Linked DNA regions of Mus musculus: region 2 is linked to region 1. Evidence: chromatin contacts called from public promoter capture Hi-C data. All regions are on one chromosome and are shown on one strand. Each heading gives the region's core, a stretch centred on a gene start, on an enhancer-like site or on the middle of the called end of the contact. The rest is flanking DNA. Distances are from core to core; before and after follow the strand shown. Region 1 overlaps Tlk1 (tousled-like kinase 1). Region 2 overlaps Mettl8 (methyltransferase like 8).

Region 1 (4,830 bases), core at 1,229-3,728:
TCTATTAAAAGACAAACATCTGCTTACCACTAACATCCTTGGAAGAGAACAACCAGTTTCTTTCATGTATAAAAATCAAATTTCCATGTCCACAGATGAGATTTCATCTTTATACATGGCAGACCGTCTTCCATGTATGGCTGTGCTCACACTGTAACACAAGACAGTGTTTGGGGGCTGGGGATGTGCTCAACTGGTTGAGTGCTTGGCTAATGTGCATGAGGCCCTAGGTTCTATCCCCAACACCACATAAAATGGCAGAGTGGTGCTGAGGTGAGAGGGTCAGAAGTTCAAGGTCACCCTCATACTTATAAAGTTTGAGGCCACACTTACTGAGTTAATGGAAACCTTGTCTCAAAAGAAACAGGAAAGAAAAAACAAAAAGCTTTTTAGGAGCCATAGCACAAGGCTATGACTATGATTCATACATTCTCTACCCCACAAAAGTTTGACAACTCACATCTAATTCCAAAGTAATGGATAAGATGAAAAGAAATAAATTAACTATCAAAATTACTGATTTAGGCCGGGCAGTGGCAGTGCATGCCTGTATTCCCAGCACTTGGGAGGCATAGGCAGGCAGATTTCTGAGTTCAAGGCCAGCGTGGTCTACAGAGTGAGTTCCAGGACAGCCAGGGCTATACAGAGAAACCCTGTCTCGAAAAACAAACAAAAACCAAACCAAACCAAAACAAAAAAACTGATTCAATACAGTACCTTTTTGAAAAATAAAGTCAGTTTTAGTTATATGGCTTCTTCTTTTACCTTAAGATTAGGCACAAGTATAAGTTAGCATACCAAAAATGTTGTGCTACGCAATTTCTATACATGTATATCACGTATTTTGCTCTATACCATTCTATATCCTTTTACTATCCCAATCTACTCCCCAAAGTCCTCTATTTTCATGTGTCTTACTTAGATTTGTTTGTAGGTACTCTAATCTGGAGTTTATGTATAAAAGAAAAAGTGGTATTTGAGTTTTGCTCGTTTTTCTTCATATGATGTTATCCAGATCTATCTATTTCTTCAAAAAATAACATAACCGCATTCGTTATGGTGGAAGTAAAGTCTACTTTGTGTATACAGTATACCTTTATCTCTCCATCGGCTGATAGACATTCAGGCTGATCCTATGCATCCTGTCAGTTCTGAATACTGATAGACCTGGGTATGCAGGAATCTATTACACGCTGACATTTTTATCCTTTTAGGTGTGTGATTGAGTGCTACAAAAGGATCATGTGGCTAAGAACCAACAGGCCCAGGAGTGAGCCTCTATCATTACTCTGCTAAATGGACATTATAACAAGTTGGCTTCTAAACTGTGTCTACACTCACAGACCAGTGCAGCTCTCAGACTGCATAAGAGAGGCTTCCTTGTGCAGTGGAGTGGCAGGTGAAGAATGCAAGAGACTCACAACTGGTCAAAGTACAAAGTGCAGATGTGCCATTGCAGTGCTCAGCTACAAATGAGACAATTAGTATCCCCCACCCCATCCCCAAAAAGGCAAAATCAAAACAAAACTCTACCCCTGATGAGGGAGGGGGGAAGTAATACTCTAAGACCCTAAGGTTTGGGAATGCCCAAGTAAAACTTCTGGACACCACAAGACCACTGCACCCATCAACTCACAGCAGCTGTGGTTGCCTGCACAAGAGCAGCATATAATCAAGCCAGTCAATGTGTACATGGAAGAGAGGGGGGCTCAGAAGTCCCCCCCTCTAACTGAGTAGCTATGGACACTCAATGGCTTCCAGAGAAGGACTACACTTCAGTGGATGTCCCCATACATTAGTAAATCATTTAAACAACAACAAAAGATGACACAAAAAGTGGGAAGGGACAGAGTGAACTGAGGGAATTAAAGTGAAAAAGAGAAAATTAAGAGAAATATTTTTCCAGCACTTGGAAGGTAGAGGAAGGCAGATCTCTATGAGTTTGAGGCCAGCCTAGCCTACAGAGCAAGTTCCAGAATGACCAATGCTACACAGAAAAACCCTGTCTCAACCGCCTCCCCCCCAAATAATACATAAATGGATATTACAAAATGCTTTTAACTGAATAAAATGCAATAAATACCCACACAAACACAAAACAAAAACCTGTCTACCCAGCACAACACACACATACACCCAGCACAACATCAAAACCTGAGAAGAACCACACAGAACTACAGACCTTAAAGCTTAACTGTGTCCATAAACCCCAGTTACATGAGAGGAAGGATTCAGAAACCCAAGAGCTGAACATTTACCACAGCTTAAAAAAAAAAAAAAAAAAAAAAGAACAACAAATCAAACCCGAAGAGCTTCAAAGGAGGGAGAGGACAAAACCCAGAACTAGTTAGGTCCAGGCTTCCAAAAGGACCAAGAAGGAGAATGGGTGCAACCATGGACTGACTGCACACAGCAGCCATGAACAAGTTCATCACCGGAGCAAAGACTGCTGCTGGCAGGCACACTGTGAGCCATGGCCAGTGCTGCGTCTCTGAATGTGGACACTGTGTGGTGCCGCCAGCCCTCACAGCGAGGGAGGAGCCTGAGGAGGACCTGATTTGTGTTTGTGTTTGCTGATTCAGTCCCAGGACCCCAGCTGGAGCTGTGAAGAACACAACGGCGCTGGCTCTAAAACTGTTTACCTTTCTTGATTTGGAGAAGGAGAAAGTATGCCACACCACACATGTGGAAATCACAGGATAGTTTGTGGAAACTGGTTCTTTCCTAGGTCTCAGGGTTCAAACTCAGGTGGCTAGACTTCAAGGATCATCTTGTGGGGCCAAGAAAAACAATCTTCTGGGGGGAAAAACAGAATAAAATGAAAATTATACTTTTCAACTAAAACTAGAACAAAAGTCAAACCGAAAAGCAAGGAGAAGGAATGAGCAGAACTGAAAGCTGACTGCTGAGTAGGGCTAATGGCCACTAACAGGCCACTCGTGGAGGGAACAAGACACAGAGTGCAATTACATGCCACTTCAGAAAAAGACATCATCATATTAAAGACAAAAACATAGGAACAACTAAAACTTGAATTTTCCTTTAAAAAGGGGGTGAGGGATAAATCCCTAAAACTATGATTTTGTGTGTCAAAACTGACACAAAAATGAAAACTTCAAAGAAGTCTAACCACATTAACAGAAACTAACACCATTATTCTAAATGTCTCCAGAAAATGTCCAGACCTAGAGGGCTTGATCAATAAACTATCAAAAGTAAAGAAAAATATAATACTGTTCTTAGACGCCTAGAAATAATGGTAAACACAAAATCATTTCTCAATTCATTTTTATGGAGGAATTGTTACTATAACACAAAATCTGACAAAGAAATTTATTATATAAAAGGAAAGTTGCAAATCTACTTCATGAATATAGGTAAAAAAAAAATCTAATAAAACTGTACTGGCTGGTTTTGTGTGTCAACTTGACACAAGCTGGAGTTATCACAGAAAAAGGAGCTTCAGTTGAGGAAACGCCTCCATGAGATCCAGCTGTAAGGCATTTTCTCAATTAGTGATCAACAGGGCAAGGCCCCTTGTGGGTGGAGCTATCCCTGGGCTGGTAGTCTTGGGTACTATAAGAAAGCAAGGCGTGGTGGTGCACGCCTTTAAGCCCAGCACTTGGGAAGCAGAGGCAGGCAGATTTCTGAGTTCAAGGCCAGCCTGGTCTACAGAGTGAGTTCCAGGACAGCCAGGGTTATACAGAGAAGCCCTGTCTCGAACCCCCCCCCCCAAAAAAAAAGAAAGAAAGAAAGAAAGAAAGAAAGAAAGAAAGAAAGAAAGAAAGAAAGAAAGAAAGAAAGAAAGTTGAACCAGTAAGCAGCAGCATTCCTCCATGGCCTCTGCATCAGCTCCTGCTTCCTGAGCTGCCTGAGTTCCAGTCCTGACTTCCTTTGGTGATCAACAGCAATGTGGAAGTATAAGCTGAATAAACCCTTTCCTCCCCCAACTTGCTTCTTGGTCATGTTTGTGCAGGAATGAAACCCTAACACAAATTGGTACCAGGAGTGGGGTATTCCTGTGAAAACACAACCATGTTTTGGGGAGAACTATGGAAGGACTTTGGAACTTTGGGCTAGAAGATCCATTTGGTGTTAAGAGCTCTGTGGGATGTTGTGTAGGAGCTTGGAAGATAATGTTTAGAACAGTGCAGAAGATGGAGGCCTGGCTTGTGAAATTTCAGAGGGAAGATGAAAGACTCTTATCAGGGCTGTTGCTATTTTGACTGTGAAGATTCTGTGGTTCTGGTTAGCTGGGGCTGAAGAATCAGCTGTGATTAACAAGATACCAGAACTACTAAAGTGAAAACTTTGCATTACTGGGACTATTGATGCTGGTTAGCTGGAGCTAAGAAATTAGCAGTGATTAAGAAAAGACCAGCATTATTGAGGTGAAATCTTCTGGGAAGTGTTTTCTGAGAGCACAGAGGCTGTGTTCCGGAGATAGCTAATGTTGTACCTTGGGCTGTGGCTGGACTTGGTAATGTGTAAGAGTCACCCAGGTGGTACTGGTTTTGAAGACATGAAGGGGTCATTAAGAGCAGCTGAGGCTGGGCACTGTGAGAGGCTGCAGAAGGCCATTGGTGAAGGTGCAGCCTCAGTTGCAGCTGATGGCCCAGGACTGAAGGGGTCATGCAAAGGAGTTGATGCTTGGCACCATGAAGGAAGCCTATGAGAGCTATTGGTGAAGCCAAGTTACAGCCGAAGACAGCAGTGTTTTGAAGATGCCAGTACCATGAGATGACCACCAAGAACAGCAGCAGCAGTGCAATTTAGGCCATCTGGATCCTAGAAGACAAGGTGTGTGCTACAGGGCTGGAGAAGTGACCC
Region 2 (4,830 bases), core at 985-3,484, 170 kb after region 1:
TAGTTCTTATAGGGTTTTTAGTGTGAATCCTTCCAATGAGGTTTCTACTGCTTTCTAACCAAAAGCATCTCTTCCAAACAAACACTATAGCATGCTGGGCTCTGTGTCCTCTGCCTCTGTATTCATGGTTCCTCTCAAGAAAAATACTTTTTCCCCTTATTCTTGGCCTGTTTCGACTGCAGTCACATCCCCATTTGCAGCTCAACACCGAGAGGCTCTTGCTTCCTTCTTTCTAATCACCCTTTCTGCTTATGTAGCATGCAATCAAATATGACCTCTTAAAATAGATTGTGACTTAGTATTTTGGGTTCTGTGCTCATGGCTGATGTTTTATGGGCCAGGGACTAAAAAGATTCAGGTCTTTGTTGAGTGACAGGCTTTAGCTCCCCACAGAGCTCCACTGGAGCGGATTCAGGGGACACGGCCACCAGCATCTGACTACTGTGGGAGGGAAGGGAAAGGCAGCCTATAGGGCAAGTCTTTGTTGTCTCTTTTTCTTTTGTTTGATTTTGGCTTTTAAGATGGGGTTTCACACTGCAGCCCAGAGTGGTCTGAAGCTCATTATGTAGCCCAGGCTGGCCTTGAACTCGCAGCAGTCATCCTGCATCAGCCTCCTGAGCGCTAGTGTTACAGACATAAGCCACCACACCAGCCCTGCGCCTGCTTTATCTGAGCCACTTAAAGTTGCTGAGGTGATCTTATTTTGAAAAGGTGAAGAGATTAACGCAGATAATTTATATATTCCTTTCAATTAAAACAGTATTTATGGCTGCCACGATGGCTCAGCAGGTAGAAAACACTTGGCAGGAAAGCCTGGCAACTTGAGAGGGACCCATGTGAGGACGAAGGGCGAGAACCAACGCCACAAGGTAGTCATCTGACTGCCACATACATGATGGGGGACACACAGCCGCACATACATACACATACACGCACATAGTCAGTCACACATGCACACACACACAGTCTCACATATATAATACACACACAAGTTTTGCATGTATATCCACACACACACATTCACACACATGCACACACACATAACACACATGTCATACACACAGTTATACATAACATACATACACGCAGTCACGCATGCACATCCACACATGCACACACATATCACACACACAGTCACACATAACACACACACACACACACACGCAGTTATGCATGTATATCTACATACACACATTCACACACATGCACACATAGTCACAGATGCACATACACACATATACACATTCACACACATATAACGCACACACATATCACACATACAATTTAAAAATCCTAAAAAACTACATTTAGTGGACTAGTGGGATAAAATCCAGCTTCTGCCATGTCACAGAGAAAGCAGCTAGGGAGGAGATAAAAGCTGCTAGGAAAAGAAATCTAAACAGATAAGAAACATGACAGAAAGCAATGGCATGCTTAGGGGAAAGTTTTTAAAAGCTGAACTACAAGCCGGGGTACTTGCAGTACCAAGCTCCATGCGTGGATGCTGGCCCAGCGTGTGTGAAGCCCTGAGTTTCATTCATAGCACAAGAAAAAAGGAAAGAAGCATAAACACACGAAGGGAAGTGTTATTCTTTGTTCATTTCATGTAGTGCTTACATCAATGGAAAAACAAAACAAAACAAAACAAAACTGGGGTCTGGAGAGATGGCTCAACGTGTAAGAGCCCTGGCTGCTCTTCCAGAGGACCTGGGCTCATTCCCAGCACCCACATGGCAGGCAGCTCACCCCTGCTTGACACTCCAGTCCAGGGGACCCAAAACTCTCACACAGACATATATATGCAGGCAAAACATCAATGCATATAAAATAAAAATAAAATTTAAAAATCTAAACCTTAAAAAAGAACAATTTCAAGATAAACTTATTATGTATAGAGCAAAATCTCTGGAATTATTAGTAAAATAAGGATGAAATAAAAAATTTAGAAAAATAAAAAATCCAGCACATCACTATGCAGCCACTGTGTTAATCCTGGCCTAACATCAGAGTGTATGGGTAGGACAGGAGTGGGGCTGCTTCTCCTGTCACTTATCTGCACTCGGGCTCCTGGGAAGCATGGTGGGACCAGGCTGGGAATGAAGTCGGTAAGACAGGAATGGGAAAAGGCCCTGTCTTAGTTGCTTTTCCTGTTGCTGTGATAACATACTTCGACAGGAGCAACTCGAGAGAGAACGTTTACTTTGGCTTACAGTTCAGTTACAGACTACACAGCAGGGAAGCCAAGGGGTCAGGAGCTGCAGCAGCAGGTCACACTCCTTCCAGTCAGGAAGCAGAGGACCATGAACGCATGCTAGCGTTCAGGTCCCCTTCTCCATCTTGTATAGTTCAGGATCCCTTGTACCCCCAAATCTGGCTGTTCCAGATGAGCAGATCCTCACACATATCAGCTTTTGTTGTATGATTGTTGCCCCTCACCCCAAGTTGTCCTTGATTGGTTAGTAAAGATGCCTTTAGGCGGGGCTGCAGTTCCCAGGCTTGGGGTCTGAGCCAGGGACCATGAGGAGGGAGAAAGGAGAGAGAGGCAGGAGAGAAGAAGGCACTATGGGGTAGGTGGAGTGGACTGTAAGTGTTTGGCCATGAAGGCTGGCCAGCTGGGCAAGTGATAATATCTCAGGGTTATTGACCAGGAAGTAGACAGACCAGCAGAGGGTTGATATCTGGCCAGCTCTAATGCTTTAAGGCTTATTACAAATATAAAGGTTTTGCGTCTTTTATTTGGGAACTAAATTATCTAAGGTGGGGTAGAAACCCCAAATGATATTTACCACAACAGGCCTGAAACTCACAGAGAGCCACCTGTCTCATCCAAGTGCTAGGATGTTCAGCCCTTTCTTTATTTTGTGTCTTCAGCTGATTGCTGTCCTTATGCCCCTGCATAGAGTAAGAGGAAGGGACAGAGGATAAAAACGGAACAAACAAAGAATAAAAATTCCCCACTATTTGCTGACTGCCCACAGCATGTATCTTATATTTTCTTTTATGTCAATGATTAGAAACACAGTTAAGGGTCTCCTGTAATCGCCTATGAAATACTTTCACCTAAGCTGCCACCCTCAGACTCAGGGTCTAGCAGAATTACTGCCATTGCTTTGTTTCTGATGATAATCAGCTACTTTTCTAGAATGTTCTTGGATGCACATTTATAATTATGGTCCTAAGTGATCCTAAAGACACTGCTAAGCCATTTATTTACATTTATTGTCTCTCTATTCATTTCACCTCATTTTTATTCAGTTAAATGACGTTGACTGATCCTTTAGCCTTAACCACTCAAGTAGCTGGGACCACAATTGTGCAACACCACTCCCAGCTCATTCACCTGATTGTTAGTTCATTTCATATATACGTAAAAAAATTGCACTGATGTGATACATTTGAATTTATTTTATAATACACAGAATGAATACTGCATAACAAGGGCAAGAATCCTAAGATATCTGTGTCCCCTTTTTATTAACATTCAATTCAAATTATGATAAAATACATTCTTTGAACCAATCTCAATCAGTCTTTTTGTAATCTTACTTAGAATCGATGCATTTTTTTGCCTTGCGTACCAAATAGGAATGCTTGCTCTTTACTATACTCTCATCTTTTAACCATTCACAAAAGGAAGCAAAATACAGAGGTGACATTTTGACTATTCTGCAGCAGTGCCAATGGAAGAACATATTATCAGAAAAGAAATACATTGTGGAAACAGAGGGGAGAGTGGTTTGATGGAACCTAATCTATGCATGAGGTATAAATATAACTTTTTTTTTTTGGATTATTTTGGGAATCAAATTTTACCTCCTTAAGTAGAAAAGTTCTCAGCTTTGAATGGGAACTAAAAAGTCAGCAAATGTCTTAGCAACGTAACACGTAGGGCTCACCTTTCTCTGGGAAGGGATCACACTATCAAGCAACAGGGATCTTATGCAGGTCTGTACCCTCTTCCTGGGGGCTGTGACATCTTATAAAAATCACAAGTTCTGTTGGGTAGGCATGGTGGTACCTGCCTGTGATTTCAACAGTGGGGAGGTTAAGGCAAGGAGGGTCACTCGGGGTTTGAGGTCCACCTGAGCTAGATAAAGACTTCAAAGTCAGCATAGGCTACACGGTGAGACTCTCAAAGAATCAAAAATAAAAACCAGTATCATGTAAGCATAAAAATGTAAGTCATACTTTGGAGGGTAGGGACACTCAGTAGAAGAGCATGTGACCAACATGCATAAGAGCTTAAGGTTAATGCCCAGCAGGACACGCACGCACACACATGTACACACACACATGCACACACACATGCACACACACACATGCACACACACACACATGCACACACTCACACGCACCCATACAAATAAACCATTAAGAGTAAATAATAATTTGAATTGAATATTAATAAGAAGGGGACACAGAAATCTCTCGACCCACCTGAGATCCTAAAGTTCCAATGACAATCTGTGAAATCACTATGGCCATGATTCCTGTGCAGACTTCTCTGAAACACAAGCCTCTCACTGGACTCGGGTGAGCCACACAGACTGCAGCCCATCTCTCCCCAAACACTCAAGGAGATGCTAAATCAAAGATGTTTGTTTCTGATCGCTAAGTACAATCTCCCTCCCGGGAGTCTATTAGGCTGTTCTGCATCTGTAATTTCCTTGAAAAGCTGTCACTTTTAATAGGTACGTGTCTTGCCAGGATGTGCTCACTTCATCCTGACAGTGACAGAAAGCTCGCTAATGAAGCATTTGACCAGTTTCTTTCTTAGAGTGTGAAGAAAGGAGAAAACTGCATTTAAGAGGCTGCATGTTAAACATAACG

The links. Capture Hi-C pulls out chosen DNA fragments and counts their contacts.
Region 2: a promoter capture Hi-C map of liver shows a contact between it and region 1. The contact joins two enhancer-like sites. A contact is called at or near these places in 4 of 115 datasets of contacts at active chromatin or transcription factors (bone marrow-derived dendritic cells, bone marrow-derived macrophages, embryonic stem cells and 1 more) and 3 of 9 other capture datasets (adipose tissue, liver and pancreatic islet).

What each region holds. Positions count from the first base shown.
Region 1 is chr2:70,800,338-70,805,167 of GRCm38.p6, forward strand. All of the region lies in intron 1 of Tlk1 (tousled-like kinase 1), which reads right to left. Among named protein-coding and RNA genes, the nearest start is that of Tlk1, 23 kb to the right of the region's middle. Within about 2 kb of position 2,479, at least 44 of the 459 cell types and tissues checked have an H3K27ac peak or open chromatin away from gene starts, as enhancers often do. A contact at or near this core is called in liver, where this site is marked.
Region 2 is chr2:70,968,312-70,973,141 of GRCm38.p6, forward strand. The region is part of intron 7 of Mettl8 (methyltransferase like 8); the gene reads right to left. Among named protein-coding and RNA genes, the nearest start is that of Gm39843, 48 kb to the left of the region's middle. Within about 2 kb of position 2,235, at least 4 of the 459 cell types and tissues checked have an H3K27ac peak or open chromatin away from gene starts, as enhancers often do. A contact at or near this core is called in liver, where this site is marked.